Linked DNA regions of Mus musculus: region 1 is linked to region 2. Evidence: chromatin contacts called from public Hi-C data. All regions are on one chromosome and are shown on one strand. The core of a region is the stretch at or near the end of the contact, and the rest is flanking DNA. Distances in the headings are between cores, read along the strand shown. Region 1 holds the start of Fut9 (fucosyltransferase 9). Region 2 has its middle 44 kb from the start of Ufl1.

Region 1 (6,706 bases), core at 1,739-4,238, 470 kb before region 2:
GCAACTTCAATTTTACAACTACTTGTTCCAATGTATTGAAACTACACATGATCTTCTGGACTCCTCCAAGGGACTTGAGTGACTTCTCCAGCTCTGCCCTCTGTAGCACTCTAGTTCACTCCATTCTACTGCTGCCGCTGTTCTCTGTGGGTATTCCATGGTACTGGCATCTCCAATACGCTGGAGTCTTTTCCTGCAACTAGACATCACCAAAAACCTCTTATAGGCTCTCCTCATGGTACCAAACATCAAATTTTTTGCATGACCCCTTCAGTCCTGGGCCATCAACTGCAATTGAGGCTGTACCTTCACTAATGGCTGTTGCTGGCCTTTTACAGTGTCAGGCCTTAGCTGCTCTCCATGACCACTTTGTGTCTTCAAATCCAGTACCATCTCAAACTAGAGGCAAGAGGCAGAGAGCACACTATAGATGGTAGAAGATTTTTTTAAAACCTCATGCCCACCCTTACTAACATGCCTCATCTAACAAGGTCATATTCCTTAATTCTCCCCTAATAGTTGCAACCACTGGAACCCAACAAAATTTATTAGCCTAAGGAGGTTCCTCTCACTTAAACTACTACACTTATAAAAAACACAATCAAAGGATATGAAATTGAGGTGGGGATAGGGTTAGATTATGGAAGGATTTAGGAGGTAGGGGTTAATAATACAATATATTGTATGAAAGCCCAAAAGTCTCAACTATATGAAAATTATATAAATCACTACATTAAAGTCGGGGATATCCTAATCATATATGAGGAAATTTGTTTTTTGTTGTTATTTTATTTATTTACATTTAAAATGTAAATCTGCCCATGTGATTCCCTCTCCCCTTTGTCTGGAAGTTTGTACTTTATTAATTCTCAGTAACCACAATTAATTAAACAGTTACTGCCATTTGCAAACTTCATGATTCATCTCTGAGTAAGAGTGCTGAGTGGGATATTATGCTTCATCAATCATTACCTTTCCATGTTCTTTAAATGATTAATAATCGGTGGGTCTACCTGGTGTACTGCTGTGTGTACATGCTGGACACAGCAACATGTGCTCTAGAAGCTGAGGCGTCTGGCCCATTGGCCCTTACTGAATAGATGGTCCTCTTATTCTGATCATCAAAAAGACATGAAACCAAATGTTTTCATTGGCATGCATGCTGAACATGAAAGAGTCTAACAAGTTAGAGACACTGTCAAATAGTAACTTATCACTAAAATTTAACTTTTATTTTTCTTCAAGTAAAACAATACAGGAAGAGATAGAAGTTTTTCAATAATATGTAAGGCTGACTTGTTGCAGTAAAAATGTTTTTCACACTGCATTCATAACTGAGAAAGCATTTATTTTAATATGAGTACATTTGTTATATAAGGCATAATTATGTAAAGTAAAATGTCTAAATTATTTTAGAGACTAAGATCCTTTAGCACATGAAGATTTCTACATTCAGAAAAGCAGTGTGAGCCCATGGACACATGCTTGGTGCACATACACACACACACACACACACACGCGCGCGCGCGCGCACACACACACACACACACATGCACACACACACATGCACACACACATGCACACACACACACGCACACACCCACACACACATGCACACACACACATGCACTCACACACACATGCACACACACACATATGCACACACACCCACACACACACCCACACACACATGCACACACACACATGCAACACACACACATGCACACACACACACACACACATGCACACACACACACACATGCACACACACACACACACACACACACACACACACACACACACCCCAGAACTTCCTTTCTCCAGTGCTCTGCTAAGAAGTACAGGGATACTTACTGTATCATTTGAAGAGAGTTTAACTAGACTACTTTTTCTACCTGTATCATTACACACATCATCCACTTGCTTCCTGTCTGCTGCCTATTTCCAATCAGAATGCGAAGATTATGAAACAAAATCAAGGTTCACAGAAATCAGTCAGCGATACTCTGATTGTCGTTATATTTACTAAATGTGTGAATTTATTCCTTGATTCTTGAGTGTAAGAGGAGCCCCTAAATATACTTTCTATATGTATTTGAATCGTAGTCTAAAAGTAAATTTCGAGGATTGACTTGTAGTCCAACAAAATAAACAAAAACTTTGCAAAGTGGAGCTCTATCTATCTATCTATCTATCTATCCATCCATCTATCCTTTCTTTCTCTCTCTTCCTTCTTCCTTCCTTCCTTCCTTCCTTCCTTCCTTCTTTCCTTCCTACCTTTCTTTCTGTCTTTCTATCTATCCATCCATGTATCTATCTATCCATCTATCTTTCTATGTGTCTATCTACCTATGAATTTATATTTTAATGTTGCTTACAGAGAAGAGTCAATTCTGAGCACAACACTGCCCTTCACATTTACAACCTTCCCAAATCACTGAGAATTTGGTTCCAGACAATCTGCCCCTCCTATTTTAGTTTAATTTTAATCACCCCCCAACCTGACCCCGGACTTTAGCTGGTCAACCCCAGTGAAGAACAAACACAGGCAGCAGATACAAGGGACTGGAGAAGGTTGCCTGCATTGAGCTCCCTGCTGTCGCCTTCTGGCTGGACAGTCCGTGCCAAATAGCGCCTGGGGGGTGGGGGTGGGGGACAGCAATAAGGAACTGACAGAAGCGGTTGCTGCAAGTCCACAGTTTGACCTAAAAGGAGAGTGGAGGAGGGTGGCAGACTAAGAGTCTGCATATCGGAGACGCAGCAATGGAACCAGTGGCTATGTGTGCGCGCACAGGTGCCACAGGCCTGGAGAGCAATGCTGTGTCTCTGCAGCCTCCCGACTCAACACACGCGGTGGCTTGCTGAAACTGCATCCGCAGCCGAGCGTGGGTACTCCCAGGCACAGTCACCGGAGGAAGAGCCAAAGGAAAGGGCGCGAAGGGGGTTAGCATGGAGCGGCAGGGTATTGGGGCAAGACCCACAGGCTCATTTTGGAGCTCCTCTGGTGGGAACCTGTACCCGGCTGCTATGCTCCTCCCTTCTCTTCCCAACTCTCGGTGATCATCTCCATCTCCCCTCGCGCATCCCTTCCCCCCTCCCTGCTTTCTTTGCTCTCCCTCCCTGCCGCGTGCCTGCTCCCCTCCCCCTCTCCTGGCTGCTCTGGGCAGCAGCAACCTCGGCAGCCCGGGAGATGGGAAGAGAGCGCGCGGGGCGCTGCAGCTCTGGAGCCCTGGATCTTTCCTCACCCGGTGCCTTGAGACCCCGCCGCCGCTCTCGCCTCTTGGCTACCCCCGGACTCCGGCTACGCTACTAGGACAGCGCCGCCACCACCGCCAGCCCTCGTCCCGCCCGCGCCGCGCTGCCCTCCCGCGCCCTGGATGGAGCTTTCCCTCGCTGGGATCGGTGAGTACCAGAGACTCTAGGGGGTCAGGCACAGGACTGAGCGCCCACCGTACATCGTTAGATGAGGCACCCCGACCACCTGCTGGGTACCCTCCTGGCACAGGTCCCCGGGGACATTTGGTTTTAACTCAACCAGCTTGGAACTTGAACCCTTTCTCTTCCAGAGATAGCTGCTTGTACATCTTAGTCCCTTGTCACCCTCCTGCCCTCCCGCTGCTACCCTCATTCCCCGGGCAGATAGCCTTCTCCTGGTGTCACTTCAAAGAGAGTCATTGCTGCCCTTGTTGTCCCCAGGTTTTTGTGAATTCTGTCTTCTGCCTAGCGCTCGGACCTAGGTTTCTCCACAAAGTCCTCCTCTGACCCACCTTCCCTCAAAGCCTGACCACAGAGTCATTGGTCCTGCCATCCCGTTCCTCCTCAGAGACTTAGTGAATGCTGACCTCATTGCTTCCACATGATGCTGTCTTGAAGCTTTTCTGACACTCACCTCCAAACCCACACTGACACGCGGTGTGTTCTGTTTATTGTGTCTCTGCACCTGGGCTATTAAGGTGATAATCAACCATGGAAAGAGGACAAAAACAGGAAATCTTTTGGGACTAAACTTTTTGTCATTGTTTCAAAGTGCCCAACTATTTACATCGCTTAGATTCCTTCTTGTCTGAGGGCTTGTCCGCTGAGCACAAGGAAGGGCCCATATTATTTTACCTGTTATCACAGAATCTACCTTTTTTTCAGGTTTAGAGCAGAGCACCTTACACAGTCCAGCTGTGAATCTCCCTAAGCTACGCCACCAAATCTCGGCGGCAACTTTTAAGGATAGGCAGCTTTTTTAAAAAGAGGTGGAACCAGACATACCGTTTACAATCGCTTTATTATTGTTGTTATGATTTTAAATTTCAATAAGTTAAAGCCCTTATTTCCTTTGTGTTTATTGACCTAAGAGCGGAAGGTTGTACAGAGAACTTCCACACCACGCGCTTCAGGGGCGGTGTAGGTGTAGTCTCTAGCTATCCTAATGAGTTTCCTGAATGCAGCAGACCTTCCTGCTGGAATCAGGCTTATCATTTGTGGTTAGCTTGAACAAAAATAAGCATTGTGTTCAAAGAGTGAATCTGACGGGGAGTGGAGGGTTCCTGTGAACAGGAAAGGAGGTGATTTAAATACTAAAATTTGTATTCAAGATTCCTCTGTGCTGTAGTGAAAAGCAAGATCCCATACAACTTATGATTTACATTCAAACAACTTGTAAAATATTGTGTGGCGGCATCTTACTGCACAGACGTGAACATAGGGTTAATGTTTAAGGAAAATTGGGAGTATTCAAAGAAATGTAAGAAACTTTGAAGGGGAATACCCTATTTAAGAATGGACTGTGTGAATAAGTGTTTTGATATTACTGTAAGCAATTTAGGGGGAATGAGACTTGACTTGCCATTCTCCTGTTTGCAGTTGGTGGAGAGGATGATGTTTTCAGTCCTCTTCTTGGACAGGCGATTCTCCCTCTATATAAAATAGAAAGGGAAATTTGATCAAATATACGATGAGTTTGTTTACCAATGATTACCTTTAAAATCCCACCTTTCCCATTGTCAAGCATTTTATTTCACTTTGCTTTCTTGGTAGTCCTTGTCTCAGGGCAGGAGCAAAGTGACCAGCAGTGGTTTTCAGCAAATGTGTTCAGCTGCACCAAAATTCACGAGGGCCAGGTGTACTACTGTTGGTTTCCTAAATACAGAAATTTGCCTAATTAACCTTACTGTTGGACTAAGAAAAATACTCAAAACTATGTATTTAAGTTTGCAACTGCTGCAGACATTCACATATGGCATGCCGAGTGGACAATAGGCGACTTAGAAGATGAATTAAAGAATCTTTTAAATTTCCCTCTGGAGATATTTGTATTTTGTTTAGCAATAGGGTAATTGGTATGTACAGTATATCCAGCAATAATGAGTCTTCACTGAATAGATACGTCACAGTTGAACGAAGCAGAGCTTGGAGTAATGCTGAATGCTCTGTTTTTGTGGTAAGCAGAAGTTGAGATCAAAGCATTCTAACAGCATTGTAGTTTATGTCAAAATATTAACACTGCCTAAGAATCATCTATGAACATGAAAATGAATTTCTCATAAAATAGAGCAGAGGTTCTTGTTATGGATTCTTATACAGAAGTCAAAACCCTTCTGGATTTAAAGGTCCTGTAGTTAGGAAGACTCTGCAAAATCATCAAATATAACAGATGAAGAGACAGGAACACCAGTATTGGAATGGTGCATTGGTGAGTGTGTGATGCTCTTCTTTACATTGCTACCAAGAGGACAGGTGTAAAGTCAATATTTGCCTTGGCAAAGGGGATTAGCAGTTGTGTAAATGACACAGGAATTTCATCAACAAGTTGCCTTTAGTCCATGCATGGTTTTACTGAGAATGTAAGGTGAAGAGATAAAGGCTGAGGGAGATGACGAACATGGGGTGAAAATAAAGAACCTGTGACCACCAGCTTGAAACTTACCCAGATGACGATAACTGAGCACAATCCCTAAAGTTTTAGGTAGTAGCTGTTTCCCAATGTGATTTTTCAGAAGCCTCCTTTTTTTTTTTTAGGAAAAAAAACTAACACAACATTTTCTCCTTTTTATGAAGTGATTATTTCTAGAATCTGAGATGCAAAGGCAAACTCATGTAATCTGTCTAAGTGAACTGAGTTCTAAACAAATTTAAAACCAAGACTTTGGACAAGGAATGTATAAACTAATGCTTAAATTTACAATGTTTGATGGAGGTAAATATCTCATGCTGGCGAATTTACATTGGTGAACATCTTACTCGATTTTATGTACATTTACATATGATTTAATTCACAAAAGTCTGTATATTAAAACACAAACATTTTCTTAGCTGAAAAAGCAGCCAATGGAATGGATAGCAAGTCATTATATAAGCGCTTTTTTTTGTAGGTTTTTTTTTTTTTTAGCTTCAGTATATACAGTAATATTTAACAACAAGCCTTCTTAGAAAACAAAGAGTGATCATTTCTATGCTAGCTTCCTGTCTCAACCACAGTCTCACAGGTTTTGAGGACGTGTGATTATGACTTCTACATAATGGAGTCTCATGTTTCATTCCTGTAATTCTGGTGTTTGGGAGACTTGAGACTGGAAGGATATCCTTTCAAAGTTAACCTGGGCTGTACTGGGAATCACTCATTCAAAATGACAAAAGGAAAGCTCAAACCGACAAAAGACATTTAAATTTTGTGCTGGGGCTTGTGGCTACTGGAGACCCACTTCCATTCATTTTA
Region 2 (7,233 bases), core at 2,560-5,059:
ATCTTATACTTCCAGGTCATAGCTAATCTTTGAGGAAAGTGGGGACAGGAACTCAAGGTAGAAACCTGAAGGCAGGATGCTTGCTACTCCACAAAGCATTGCCTCTGATAAAGAAACTCACTCATAGCTAAGGAAGTATAAGTGAGGACTATAGAGGATGCTGCTTTCTAGCTGGCTTGCTCATTGGTTCATACTTAGCTAGCTTCCTTATAAAGCACAGGACAACATGACCAGGGAAAGATGTCACACATAATGGCTTGGCCCTTCGTACATCAATTAACAGTCAGAACAATCCATCCCAGATATGCCCTATCAGATGTACCAGATACAGGCCTAACTGATGAAAATAAATTCTCAGTTATAGTCTTTCCATCTAATTCTAGGTTGTGCCAAATTTACAGTCAGTACTAAAATTTTATGATAACTATCTTGGACCAATAAACACTTAAGGAGTAAATATAGGGTAGACACTCAAAAGTTGAACACCACCATACTCTTGTTTAAATTTTTCACATGAATGAAAACTTTATTTTCATGAAATGAAATCATTCATTGTGGAGATTATGTAGTTTTTCATGTTTACATTTTGACTATGATTCAGGTGTGTGTCTGTGTGTGTGTGTGTGTGTGTGTGTGTGTGTGTGTGTGTGTGCGCGCACACGCGCGTGCATTATTTTGCTAGATGGTATTAAGTGAAAGTAATCATACAGGAAATAAGCAATTATGACTGTACCAGACCAACTCTTTTGCCTCATTAGGTGTTAGATATTTATGTACCTTCTGGACTGTTACAAGTATCCAAAATAAATAAAATTTAGGACCTGGATATTTGAGGGCACAATGAATGAAGAAAAGGAAATAAGCAATTAACAATACTGAGATATATGTATGATTCAAAACTAAGTCTAATGAATCTATGGACTTTTTTTTTTTCAGAAATAATGGTAACTCAATCTCTGGGTGCAACAACTAGAACCTAATCTTGTAAGCCTTTTTAAAATCTGATTCCTTCGGTGGCAAACTCTTGTGGATCTGCCATGATACCAGGAAACTCTAGCAGCTACATCTTACCTCTCCGCTTTCCCATTCCAAAAGGGCTGGAATTTCTAAGATAGAAGATAGATAGCAAGTAAAGGAGAGATGATATAGAAGTACCACATTTTTTCAAACAGTTTTTTACTGTACAATGCCTTAAGTGGATAGCACAATGATACCCCTGGCCTTACTCACCACTTATTCATTCCATCTCTGTTGCCATCTACTCTGTCTCTTGTCTGCTCTGTAAACTCAAATTTCAATACAATTACTTTATAGTGGAATTAAGAACATTAGTTTACTAGTAGGCTTTACTTCTTCTACATGTTCTTGTTGTTGGACATTATTCAAATAATTTTAAACATATTTCAGTGAAGTTGCTTACTGTATATCTATGGCAATGAGATTATTTTATGTGTTTATCTCATCAATTAATTTAGATTACATATAATTAAAATTTTTCCAAAAATAAAATTCCATTTTCCTCCTTCTGTCTTTTGTGCTACTGTGTACAAACACTTTTTCTGTGTTCTAAATATATTATTAACCTCCAAAGTCAGTTATCATAGCCTAGAGATGTAGCTCAGTGTCAGAGTACTTGTCAGGCACATGAAAAGCCCAGGTTCAATCCATTGTATTGAAAATAATGTCAACTATATTGGGAAAAAGTGTCCATTCCCTTTATATCTACCTACATATTTGCACTTATTACTTATCCTCTTATTACTTTCCAGTGGGTGTAATTTTTCTAGGATGTGATTTCCCTCTCAGGATGAAAAATATTCTTTGCCAAGTATTAAAAAGCACAGGCCTTCTGATAATTATTATCTCCCAAATTTGGTTTAGTAAAAAAAATTCTTTGTTTAATCCTCATTTTAAAGAATATATTACTGGAAATAAAATCCTTCAGGGATAGCTCTCTTTGCTCTAGGGCTGGTCTATTGCTTTAGTCCTTCAACATCAAGATCAACAAACAACTGCTGTCCTAGTTTGTTCCCTTGCTTTGATGAACTCTGCCTAAAGCAATTTGGGGAAGGTAAGGTTTGTTTTAGCTTACACAATTCAGTCTATCAGAGAGGGAAGACATGGGATAAACTCAAAGCAGGAACCCCAAAGCAGTAACTAAAGCAAAGAGAAATAATGTGCAAAATTTTGCTTCTCCTGACTTGCAGTGCTTCTGTTCTTAGATGGCCTAGTCCCACATACATAGGGATGGGACCTCCAACAGTAGACTGAGACCACCTACATCAATAAGAAAATAAGAAAATATTCAGCATGTCAGAGACCCGGGATGGGGGGAGGTCCCAGGGGTCTATGGGATGACTCTAGCTCAGATTCCTAGCAGAAGCAGATATAGTGCCTGAAGTGGCCATTGCCTGTAATCAGGCAGGACTCCCAGTGGAAGGATAAGGACAACAACCCACTCACAAAACCCTCAACATGAACTTTGCCCTGTCTATAACATGTATAGGGACAAAGATGGAGCAGACAGAGGGAATGGCCAAACAATTAATGTTCAAAATCAAGACTTACCCCATGAGCAAGAACCAATTCCTGACACTATTAATGATACTCTGTTATGCTTGCAGAGAGGAGACTAGCATAATTACCCTCTGAGGACCTCCACCCAGCAGCTGACTGAAACAGATGTAGAGACCCATAGCCAAACATTAAATGAGTGCTAGGGGAGTCTTGTAGAAGAGTTGGGAGAAGGATTGAGGGAACTGAGGAGGACAAAGACTCTACAAGAAGACCAGCAAAGTCGACTATCATGGACCTCTGGGAGCTCACAGAAACTGAACCACCATCCAAGGAGCATACATGGACTATTCCTAGGCCCTCTGCATATATGTAGTAGATGTGCAGCTTGGTCTCATGCATGTTTACCAACAACTAGAGCAAGGTCTGTCCCTGAACCTGTTGCCTGCCTATTGATCCTGTTCACTTAACTGGGTGGGCTGTCTTGTCTGACCTCTATGGGAGAGAATATGCCTAGTACTGCAGTGACTTCATGTGCCAAAGTAGGGTTATGTGCCAGGAGACAGAATGAGGAAAGAAGCTGTTCAAGGAGGGTACTGGGAGGAGGGGGTCAGATATTGGGATGTAAAGTGAATGAATGAATACAAATTAATGAAAAAATTAAATTAAAAAAGAAGAAATATCCAAAAGACATGTTCCCAACCAAATTTGATAGAGTTAGTTCCTAAATTGATATTCCCTCATCCCAGATATGGCTAGGTTTTTGTCAAGTAAACAAAAGGGACTATAATATCTACTGTTCATATTTCAGCTATAATGTTATTTTTTTCTTTACTGGCTTTCAAATTTTTACCTTTATCTTATCTTTTCTATATCTTTTGAAGAAGAGTACATCGTACTCCTGCTATCTAGCATACACTGATTTCTCAATCTAAACATTAATGTTTCTCACTTAACTTTAGTCACTGTATTTTCAACCATTTGTCATGTGACTAAGCCTACTCAGTCAGTCAACAGGTTCTCCAGTGTGGGAGTGAGGATTAAAAAGAAAAAAGACAGACAACATTGTAGCATGACCCCAGTCAATTCTGAGACTGAAGGCAAATTTAATTTTCCCAATCTGCTTTTTATACCATTTTAATTACATGCAGGTATTAAGAGCAAGCAGCACAATGAGGAAATAGAAAGACAATAGTCAAGGAACAAGAAAGACAATAAACACAAAGCCCCATGATCACTCCGGTGATCAAGATATCTGAGCCTACTTCTTTGTTCTACCCTAAAACCAAATTCTTACTTCCTTGTCCTTGGCCAATGTCAAGTCCCTTCCTGAACTTACTTCTTTGTCATGCTCCAATGTCAGATTCCTGCCTGGAGCCCATTTCCTTGTCCTTGGCCAACATCAGATTCCTGCCGAGGGGCACCCAAAACAGCTCTCCACAGTCAGGCTCATTCTGTGCCCTCGCTCTTTCAGTAGTTCAAATTAGTCATGTATTACACTGATTCATGTTATCTTTTGTGTCATTGAAGCCATGCAAAACTTTCTGCATCCATTCATTGATAAGTGAATAGCCTAAAAGCTTGGAATGCCCAAGATACAATTCAAAGAGCACAAGAGGCTCAAGAAGAAGGAAGACTAAAGTGTAGATGCTTCAGTCCTTCTTAGAAGGAGGAACAACCAGAGACACTGAAACTTATAGAGGAGAAAGTGGGGAAAAGCCTCGAAGATATGGCACAGCAGAAAAATTCAAAAACAGAACATCAATGGCTGGTGCTGTATAATCGAGAATCAACAAATGGGACATCATAAAATTGCAAGGCTTTTGTAAGGCCAAAGACACAATCCTAAATCCAATAGGGGACTAATATCCAATATAAGAAGGTGGACTCCAGAAAATAAAATAACCCCATTAAAAATGGGGTACAGAGCTAAACAAAGAATTCTCAACTGGGGAATACTGAATGGCTGAGAAGGCCCTGTAAAAATGTTCAACATCCTTAATTATCAGGGAAACGCAAATCAAAACCACCCTGAGATTTCACCTTACACCAGTCAGAATGGCTAGGATCAAAAATTCAGGTGACAGCAGATGCTGGCGAGGATGTGGAGAAAGAGAAACATTTCTCCATTGCTGGTGGGATTGCAAGCTGCTACAACCACTCTGAAAATCAGTCTGGCAGTTCCTCAGACAATTGGACATAGTACTACCAGAAGATCCAGCAATACCTCTCCTGGGCATATACCCAGAAGATGTTCCAACTTATAATAAGGACACATGCTCCACCATGTTCACAGAAGCCTTGTTTATAATAGCCAGAAGCTGGAAAGAACCCATATGTCCCTCAACAGAGGAATGGATACAGAAATGTGGTATATTTACACAATGGAGTGCTACTCAGCTATTAAAAACAATGAATTCATGAAATTCTTAGGCAAATGGATGGATCTGGAGGTTATCATCCTGAGTGAGGTAACCCAATCACAAAAGAACACACATGATATGCACTCACTGATAAGTGGATATTAGCCCAGAAACTTAGAATACCCTAGATACAATTTGCAAATCAAGTGAAACTCAAGAAGAAGGAAGACCAAAATGTGGATGCTTTGTTCCTTCTTAGAATGGGGAATAATATACCCATGGAAGGAGTTACAGAGACAAAGTTTGGAGCTGAGAAGGAAGGAAGGATCATCCAGAGACTGCCCCACCCAGGGATCCACCCAATAAAGAACCACCAAACCCAGACACTATTGCATATGCCAGCACAATTTTACTGACAGGACCCTGATATAACTGCCTCTTGTGAGGCTATGCCGGTGCCTGGCAAACACAGAAGTGGATGCTCACAGTCATCTATTGGATGGAACACAAGGGCCCCAATGAAGGAGCTAGAGAAAGACCCAAGGAGCTAAAGGGGTCTGCAACCCTATAGGAGGAACAACAATATGAACTAACCAGTACCCCCCAGAGCTTGCTTCTAGTGGCATATGTAGCAGAGGATGGCCTAGTTGGTCATCAATGGGAGGAAAGGCCCTTGGTCTTAGGAAGATTATATGCCCTAGTATAGGGGAATACCAGGGCCAGAAAGCAGAAGAGGGTGGATTGGGGAGCAGGGCAGAGGGAGGGAGGGTATAGGGGACTTTCAGGATAGCATTTGAAATGTAAATGAAGAAAATATCTAACAAAAAAGGAGGAACAAAATACTCATGGGAGGAAATACAGAGACAAAGTGTGGAACAGAGACTGAAGGAAAGGCCATCCAGAGACTGCCCCACCTGGGGATCCATCCCATATACAGACACCAATCCCAGACACTGTTGTTGATGCCAAGAAGTCCTTGCTGACAGGAGCAGGCTATGGCTGTCTTGTGTGAGGCTCTGCTAGAGCCTGACAATACATAGGTGGATGCTCACAGTCAACCATTGGACTGAGCATGGGGTTCCCAATGGAGGAGTTAGAAAAAGGACTGAAGGAACTGAAGAGGTTTCCAACCCCATAGGAAGAAGAACAAGATCAACCAACCAGACGCCCCCAGAGCTCCCAGGGACTAAACCACTGATCAGAGTGTACACATGGTGGGACTCATGGCTCCAGCTGCATATACCTAATTGGTCATCAAAGGGAGGAGAGGCCCTTGGTCCTGTGAAGGCTCAGTGCCCCAGTGTAGGGAAATGCCATGGTGGGGAGGCAGGAGTGGGTGGGTGAACACCGTAATAGAAGCAGGGGGAGGGAGGATGGGATAGGGGGATTCCGGAGGGGAAACCAGGAAAGGGGATAACACTTGAAATCTAAGTAAAGAAAATATCCAATAAAAGGAAGAAAAAATAAAATAAAAAATAAAAACAAAACAAAATCTCCCTATACTTAGATTAGGTAATTGTCATTGATCTGCCTCCTACTTTATTGATTCTCTTCTGTGACATCCAATTTACTGAGAAAACCATTAGTGAATTTTTCATTCAGGAAATATACTTTTCAGTTACAGAATTTTAGTATTTTTCCGTAATTGAATCTTTGAGACAGTGCCTTCCCATGTTCCCCTGGCTGACATTTGCTACATTGCTCAGTATGGTCTTAAACTCACAATCCTCATTATTTTCCCTCCCAAGTGCTGGAATTACATATATGCCCTTGGCTAATTTAACTTTCATTAGTCATCTATGATTCCTTGTATTTTAGTGTCTTATAGCCAGAGTTTCCCCTAGGCTCTTCAGCACGTATATAAAAGGAAGTTTAACTTCCTCATATGCTGACTTCATATATGCTCTTCTATCTTGATTGTGGACTGTATTTCTCCAAAACATTATGTTATCAGTGGAGAAAATATGAGTCTATTCTCTTCTTCAGGAAAACATTTTGCTCTGACAATGAGTTAACTTCCTGGCATGTCACCTAGAACTTGAAGTAGTTTGTTGGAGAATGGGTGGGAAGACTGTGAAGGTTTAATTTAGAAAGACTCACATCCCAAATACTGTCTTTCTTGCCACAGGATGAATCTAAAAATCTCTTGCATCTGCTTTTAGTGGCAACTTTCTAGGAAGATCCTTGGTGTCTCTCCTGTCACTGCAGAGTTTACAGGCCAGTCAAGGAAAGTATGAAGACGTCTGTCTGTCTCCACATGCCTACAGATGCCTCCTATATTTCATTTTCAATCACTTTTCAATTTTAACTGTATATTCTGACCCTTCATGTCATTACAGTGTGGGTGTTCTATGTA

The links. Hi-C and Micro-C count contacts between places; a contact is called where the count stands out from the background.
Region 1: a Hi-C map of embryonic stem cells shows a contact between it and region 2, with 2.9 times the contacts expected there. The contact joins the promoter of Fut9 here to the enhancer-like site in region 2. A contact is called at or near these places in 4 of 39 promoter capture datasets (cranial neural crest, hippocampal neurons and liver), 2 of 484 Hi-C or Micro-C datasets (cerebral cortex and embryonic stem cells) and 3 of 115 datasets of contacts at active chromatin or transcription factors (embryonic forebrain and embryonic stem cells).

Annotation. Positions count from the first base shown.
Region 1 is chr4:25,796,285-25,802,990 of GRCm38.p6, reverse strand. Fut9 (fucosyltransferase 9) reads left to right here and starts at 2,988. Exons shown (of 3, transcript NM_010243.3): 1 at 2,988-3,402.
Region 2 is chr4:25,322,582-25,329,814 of GRCm38.p6, reverse strand. No RefSeq gene overlaps it. Among named protein-coding and RNA genes, the nearest start is that of Ufl1, 44 kb to the right of the region's middle. Within about 2 kb of position 3,809, at least 4 of the 459 cell types and tissues checked have an H3K27ac peak or open chromatin away from gene starts, as enhancers often do. A contact at or near this core is called in embryonic stem cells, where this site is marked.